2 separate regions of the Gasterosteus aculeatus genome follow, and region 2 is linked to region 1. Evidence: chromatin contacts called from public Hi-C data. All regions are on one chromosome and are shown on one strand. The core of a region is the stretch at or near the end of the contact, and the rest is flanking DNA. Distances in the headings are between cores, read along the strand shown.

Region 1 (3,771 bases), core at 449-2,948:
CAGGGCGGCCAGCTCGCCGCTGTCCTCCACCAGGTCCAGCAGGTCCTTGCTGTCCGCGTGGAAGCCCTCCAGCTCCTCCGGGCAGGAGAAGAGCTGCGACAGGGAGGCCTGTCGGTAGAACTCGGCCTCGGCCACCGTCACCACCTCCATGTGGGGGAACGCCGTTCGGAAGCCGCGACCCGACATCCGCATTCGGCGCAGGACGTCGGACAGAAGCAGCCAGTTCCTCGGCCTGGAAGAAGGGGGGGGCATCAAAATGAGGATTAGGAACGAGGGCCGACAGACTTTTCCTTTTTTATAAACTCTTGGGATTAAAGCTCACCCCTGAGAGAGGGACACCTGGATGTTGTAGCACGGCAGCAGAGGTCGGTCAGAGAACTCAAACTCGAACACCTCTCTTTTGTCGTCCTCTTCCTCGTCCTCCGGGCCCGGGGCATCGGCCAGGATGTCATAGACACCGCCCTCCTCGCTCAACTCTGACACGCACAAAGAAAAAAAAAAAGAAGAGCCACACGTGAATAATTATCCGGGCGCATCTCCGTTACCGTCAAGGACGGGCGGCACTGGAGGGTGTTTGGTGTCAAATCCGAAAACCAACACGCAGCAGCACTCACCACACACGGCGCTGCCATAGAACTCCCAATAAAGCCCCGGGTCGTCATCGGCGCGCCCCTGAAGGTCGGAAAAATAATCTGTGGAGAGCAGAGAGGAGCGGAGCCTATTATTCAAGAGCCGGAGCCTCGGGGACACGCAAAGAGGCTGACGCGCCTGCCCTTTAAGACTACAGCGGAAAAAGGGATGAAGAGCGCAGTAAAATGGAAGAGGACGGGGAGGGGGGGGGAGGGCGCCGAGAGAGAAAGAAAAACAAACAGAGCAAATGTGTTGGGAGGGAGGGAGGGGAGGAGGGGAGGGGGAGGGGGGGGGGGAGGGGGGGGGGGCAGTGGTCAGGGGCCAGCGGCTGTACCACCAGGGAGGAGAACGACCGTCTCCGCTGGGTTAAAGCTGGCTCGGTTCAGAGCGGCGCTGCCAGGAATCAAACAAGAACCGCACACAGACGCCGAGTCCACACACACACACACACACACACACACACACACACACACAGGCAAACAAGCAAAGGGAGCTGGGTAAGCGCACACACACACACACACACAGAGCTGGGCTTTGTGCCAGCGCTGAGGCGTGGGGCGTCTGGCGTGTGTTTGGAGGGATTAACGGCCTCCAGATGAGTGGGACCAGGTGGAGGGAGGGCGCAATCGCTTGCGCGGTTGTTGTTTTTTTCCCTCTTTTGCCCCCCCCCCCAGCCCTCCTCCCCACCCCCCCTCCTCCTCCTCCTCCGTCAATCCAGCAGCCATCGATCCCTCCACGCTCTCTTTTCAAAATTCAGCACTTCCCCAGCTGGGCGCGTTTAAATCGGCCGTGCGTCCTCCCCTGCGTGCATGGACTCGCGCCCGCTCCCGTCCCCCCCACGCCGCGTCTCACATAAGCGGGTTTAACTGGATGTTCGTGTCGTATTAAGCGGTGGCTGCACGCGGAGGGAGCGCCTGTGCACGCGCTTTCATTTCCTCCGCGGCGGCCTTGGAAAAGACGCACGCACGCACACACACGCGCGCGCGCCGGCATACAAAAGCAGAGTCTCCAGCCAGAGCGAAGCCCATTTCCGCACATACACTGAGCAAACACAGTTGGCGTTGCTAAGTAACCAGATAGAGGAGCTCAGAGGCAGCAGCACGCAACCCAGCGGGCTGAGGCTCCCCGTCTAACAGGTGGTCGAGGGAGGGGGGCGGAGGGGGGGGGTAACGGCGTGACGGAGACAGACGTGTCTCGACGGTTGGGAGGTGGAGGGTGTGCACAGAGAGGGGACTCGTAGCTGCTACAGGTCGCACAGAGGTCAGAGCGTTGGGGGACCGGAGCACCGGGGAGGAGGTTGCATGTTTAGCCCCCCCCCCCCACCTCCGCATCGACTGCTTCATCCGCTGTCTGGAAATCCTTTTTTTATTTAAACTTATTTGTGCGCAATGAACATTAAAAACCTAATTTCATTGCATTCCAATTAGTCTTCAGGAGGGAGGAAGCTTCCAGTCACTGCAAAATAGTTCTAAACTATTAGTGCGCTTTAGTTTCACTCAATAAAAACATTAATTTCAATCAGATTCTTATCCTCTATTTCACATGCAGGATTTTTTTTTTTTAGTGACCTAAGGTGAATTTGTAATTTTTTAATTTGTAACTTAGCCGTATCTATTAAACACGCATGTGCATTCTGTGCAGCTGCTGAAATCATGAATAATTGTAGAGAAACTTTATTTCCGACTTAAACACGAGCCGGGAAATGACATTTGATCCGGTGAAATCAGTGAAATCCAAGTGCAGAATCTGAAGGTGCCCAAAATAGCTACGTGTGCTCTCAAATGGCACAGATTCAGACGCTGGTCTGGGAGTTTCCATGGGCTGGGTGGGGGTGGGGGAAGAGGGGGGGTGGGGGTGTCAGGCTGCAGTTAATGACATCAGCGAGCCCCCGGCCGGCCGAAGCTGCCTGGGGCTGGACGTGGAACTCACCGGAGAGGAAGCGCTCCATGCCGTCGCTGTGGGTCATCTTCAGCAGCCCGCGGCCAGAGTACGTGGCCAGGGTGGGGTCGGCGCCGTAGGACAGCAAGACGCGCACGACGTCCAGGTGGTCGTTCTCCACGGCGTCGTGAATCGGCCTGGACGCACATAAGATGTGCATGTCAATGACAACCAGGCGTGCAACATTTGTACGGTGCTTTGTGGCCCGTTGGGACCCGCCCCCCCTGCCCTACGCTCTAATAACACGGCGATCAAAGCGCGAGCCTCTTCCCGTTAGCGGCCGCAGCTAATCTCTCAAATCACCACTCCTGCCGAGCGAGTTTGCCGCGAGCAGTCTCGCGTGACGCTCGCCCTGTCAGAACACGCCGCGTTTGCCCCGTCCACACGAGCCGCGTGGGGCGTTTCGTGCGTGCATGGGCGCATGCGAGCGGAGGGGTTGGGTTTACCTGGTGCCGTCCTGCGCGCTGCAGTTGATGTCGGCCCCGTAGTCCAGCAGGTGCTGGACAATGGTGAGCCAGCCGCGGGCGCACGCCTCGTGGAGAGCGCAGTAGCCGGCGTAGTCCCGGTGATTCACCTCGCAGACTCGGTTCTCCAGACAGTACAGCACCACCTCCTGAAGAGAGGCAGCCAACACAGAGGGAGGGAGGGGTTTAGAGGGGGGGGGGAGCCAGACCAAACGCGCAAGCCTGAGCGGGACAGACGCGCACGCAAACAGGCCTTCCGCTTTACAGTTCCTGTGGGAGGGAAATTAGGGGAAAGGAGGAAGTGACACACACACACACACACACACACAACTGCCTTTAGCCTGCCAGAATTTGTGAGTGTGCATAAATGTGTGCGCCTCGGTTGGACCCGGACGCCACCGCGGGCAGCCGGTGACGACGGTTGGGCAGCGGAATGGAAGCCGAAGAGCTGGAAGGTTTCCTCTGGTCGAGGGCTTCGACAGTCAGGCATCCAGCACCAAGGAGTCCGACTGGTTCCTACTGGACCGTCCCTCCCTCCCTCCCGCTCTCTCTCGCTCTCCCTCTCTCTCCCTCAGACTCCCGTGCCGCAGGGGAGGGAAGCTGCTCATCTGAACCTGGGGAATGACTCCAAACTTCCATTTCTATGCTAATTCTAGCCTGCCGTCTAGTCCAAGTATTTATCTCACTCGCTCTCTCTTTCGGCAGAGGGCGGACGGGGAGGGAGGGAGGGAGGGAGGGA
Region 2 (3,771 bases), core at 853-3,352, 45 kb after region 1:
CTTCGTAGTACAGATTCAACAAGGAGTTGGAAACATTCCTCCCAAAATTTGACATAAAATGACACAGTTGCTACAGATTTATCAGCTGCACAGCCACGACGTTCCTCCACATCCAAAAGGTGCTCTGTTGGATTGAGACGTGGTAACTGGAGGCCATTGGAGTAGCGTGAACTCATGGTCATGTTGAAGACACCAGCTGGAGAGGATGTGAGCTGTGTGACGTGGTGAGTTATCCTGCTGGAAGTAGCCATCAGAAGATGGTACAGTGCGGTCATAAAGGGATCGACATGGTCAGCAACAGTGCTTGTTTAAACCAGCTCAATTGGTACTAAGGGGCCCAAAGTGTGGCATAAAACCCCCACACCATGACTGCACCTGGTGCAGCGCTGGAATGATCCATGCTTCCATGCTGGTTACGCCCCATTCTGACCCTTATATGTGTTACCGTTGCCTTTCGATCATCTCCAACCACTCTGACATCAGCAGGGCAGTTTTGTCCAGACCACTGCCCCTTACTGGATATTTTATCTTATTCTTTCTAAACCCTATAGATGGTTTTGAAATACTCAGACCAGCCCGTCCGGAACCAACAACAACGTCACGTTCAAAGTCCCTTAAATCCTCTTTCTTCCTCATTGTGATGCTCGCTTTGAGCTCCAGGATGTGATCTTCACCATGTCTAGATGCCTACAAGCATTGACTTGCTGACATCTGATTGGCTAATGAGCAATTGAACAGGTTTCCCCAATAAAATATTTTTCCAGGGAAAGTCTTGTCTATGTTTCAGATCAAAATTAGTAGTATTATAAATATATTTGAGGCAAACATTGAGTACATTATGTTTTCTTTGATATTTACGCATGATATCACAGCACATGCTTGTGTGTTTTGGTGTGCATGGAAATGTATTTCTCTGCACTGTTACAATCGAGTAACAATCTGGACCAACAGGTGCTCAAAGTTGATGACGTCCAACAATTAACAAAATGACTCTGAGCCTGTATCTTAGTTGTTGTAGTCTCAGTTTTGGTGAATGTTTGGTTTGTTGCCCGGCCTCCCATCCTATGAATATCAAAAAGACTGCGCCTTGAAATGACAGTTTGCAGGCACCTTTACTTTGTTAAACCAAGCAAGCACATCATTATGATCTGTTCGACTTCCCTTGAAAACCGTAGAGAGCTGCAGGTGAGCAGCACAGAAGATGATTATGGAGATCCGTCCGCAAATCTGCTTATAATCCCCGCTTATCCTCTTTTGCAGCAGCAAGTTGTAGGTTTTATTTGCTGCTAATCGGTCTTCATTTTACCTTCCGGCAAACCCTTTAAAAAGTTGTGACGGTGAAAGAAGCCGCAAGTAAGGCCGGCCCAAGACCCAACTTTTGCTTCCTGGATAATGGTGCGGCTTAAAATAAAACCAACAGTGCAGCCAGTGGAGCGTGGAGCGGCGGCGCGGAGCCGAGCGGCGTGTCCTGGCACTTGTCGGAGTGAGGAGCGCTTTTCGGAACGTCGCCGCCTATTTTCTGGGTCGGCCTCCTGCTGCTGTATCTCCGAGGACCAGACCAGCTGCTGCTCACATTCATTTCACTTCCCATTAAAGGTGAAATAAATCAGCGGTCCCCGTGCAACGTCCTTAGAGACGAGGGAGAAACACACACAAACACACACACAGGACTGCCTGTGTGTGTGTGTGCGCTCATAGGTGTGCGCATGCAGTCTAACCTAGGTCATATGCATTGAGGATGTCAGATGGAGAGGAAATGCAGTGGACGTGTCTTGTGTGTGCGCATCTGCCGGTGTGTGTGTGCGTGTGTGCGTGCGCGTGTCTCTGACAGCGCAGCGGCGAGAGTGAGCGGGTCTGTGTGAAGGGGGGCTATTTCTGGCGTCTCATTTTTTTTTTTTTTCCCTGCTGCCGCAAAGAAATGCGATCGGCGTCCGGGAAACGAGAGCTGGCAGCAAGCAATCATCTGCCTGCCACACACACACACACACACACACACACACACACACACACACACACACACACACACACACACACACCTCCCAGCGCCGAGCAACACGCGCCATGGCAACGGAACAGCCGCAATTAGAGGCGAAGAGCCTTTCCCCTCCATCGAGGGAGAGACGGAGAGCGAAATGAAAGGAAGAATGAAAGAGCAGGCGAAAGAGGGAGAGAGACAGGAAGAGGGGAGGGGTGTGGGAGGGAGGGGGGGGGGGGGGGGGGGGCGAATGTCAGAGAAACAGCACCGCTCAGGAAGGAGAGAGGGAGAGTGGAAGAGGAAAGGAGAACGCGATAAAGAGGTGAGAATGTGCAAGAGCGAGGCGGCGAAGGGGAAGGAGGGCCGAGAGCAATGGAGGAAGAGGGGGAGGAGGGGGAGGAGCAGGAGGGGGAGGTGGGGGGGAGGGAGCAGACTGAAGGAGTGACGCTGAATGGAAAAGACTAAAAAAGCAGAGGAGGCAGAGAGCGAGGAAGAGGAGCACAATGAGGAGGAGGAGGAGGTATCCAAAAAGACTGATTGCGAGACATGAGCGAGACAAACAAAAGAAGAGAAAACCACGATAAGGCGAGAGGACGGTTAGACAGAGAGAGACGGAGGAGGTGGAGGGACGGGTGGAGGCCTACGGAGGAGGAGGGGGGGGGCTGTTTCTCCTGTGCGAGCTGGGCTAATGAAAGATGAATGAGGCAGGCAGCGGTGGGAAGGAGAGTGTGGCTGTGGGCGATGCCTGGCTGAGCTGCTGTGTGTGTGTCTGTCAGGGTCTTTGTGTGTGTGTGTGTGTGTGTGTGTGTGTGTGTGTGTGTGTGTGTGCGGTCAGTTAAGCGAATCCCAGTCGGCTGACTGGTGTTGGACAACAGGGACAGCATTGTGTTTACTGTCGGACTGGGGCGCAAGCGGTCAACAACAATAAAACGCGCTCGCACGCGCGGGGCTGGCACTTTCGGGGAGGGGGGGTGGGGGGGGGGATCCTGCCGCCACCTGTAGGCGGCGAGTCGGCCATTAGCACGCGCACAGCGTCTCCGAAAGCCTCGCTCGCTTATTCAGACCGTCCCTCTATCGCGCTGCAGTCACTCTATGAGCCCGTCTCCCGCTCCCCACATTCAAAAGTCTTCCGCTGCCTCTCCTCTATCAATACCCCACCCTGCCAGTCCATGCAGCCCCCCTCCCTCTCCCCCTCCCTCTCCCCCCCTTGGCAGATTCCACCTTTTTCTTCTGGGCTGGTGTGTCTCTAATAGTTCTAATCGTCCTGAGCGCTGTGGGGGGAAGCAGCACTGTAACAGCGCGGATGAGAACTCCCCCTCCCGGAAAACAGGGCGGCCAGACAGAGAAGTCACTCTGACCCCGATCGCCCTTCTTCCTCTCTCTCTCTCTCTCTCCGACCGACTGGCTGCCTGACTTCGTTTCTCTTCTCCTCCCCCCCACCTCACCCCCTCCCTGCAGACAAATCACATGCTTTCGCTGTTCCAAAACAAGGCCTCGGCGCTGCCCGCGGTGCTGCTGCTGAGTTCTGCCAAAGCGAGCTTAACGCTGTGAGTCTCTGTTACGGTCAGGTTGTCGCTTGGCTCAGGCGGCGTCAGGGTATGTTCTTGAATTTGAAAAAAAAAGAAAAATTGATTGATCTTAATGCCCCTGAAATGAAATTCAGGTCCAATTAGAGAAATGAAAATGTAACAGTGAAATGAGAAAAAACAAATGCTTCTCACAAACAGACATGAGGAAACAATAACTAGAAATTGCCACACTTCATTAGAGTCTAATTATGCTTCATGATACTTCTG

What was found. A called contact is a pair of places that touch in the nucleus more often than the background predicts.
Region 2: a Hi-C map of skeletal muscle shows a contact between it and region 1, with 2.9 times the contacts expected there. The contact joins two enhancer-like sites. A contact is called at or near these places in 4 of 6 Hi-C or Micro-C datasets (liver, skeletal muscle, tail fin and 1 more).

What each region holds. Positions count from the first base shown.
Region 1 is chr16:2,723,978-2,727,748 of fGasAcu3.hap1.1, forward strand. bcor (BCL6 corepressor) reads right to left here. Exons shown (of 14, transcript XM_078091308.1): 10 at 3,015-3,181; 11 at 2,560-2,705; 12 at 615-692; 13 at 323-476; 14 at 1-232. Among protein-coding and RNA genes, the nearest start is that of atp6ap2, 12 kb to the left of the region's middle. Within about 2 kb of position 1,699, at least 7 of the 9 cell types and tissues checked have open chromatin away from gene starts, as enhancers often do.
Region 2 is chr16:2,768,644-2,772,414 of fGasAcu3.hap1.1, forward strand. The region is part of intron 11 of LOC120834269 (cyclic AMP receptor-like protein A); the gene reads right to left. Among protein-coding and RNA genes, the nearest start is that of bcor, 19 kb to the left of the region's middle. Within about 2 kb of position 2,103, at least 3 of the 9 cell types and tissues checked have open chromatin away from gene starts, as enhancers often do.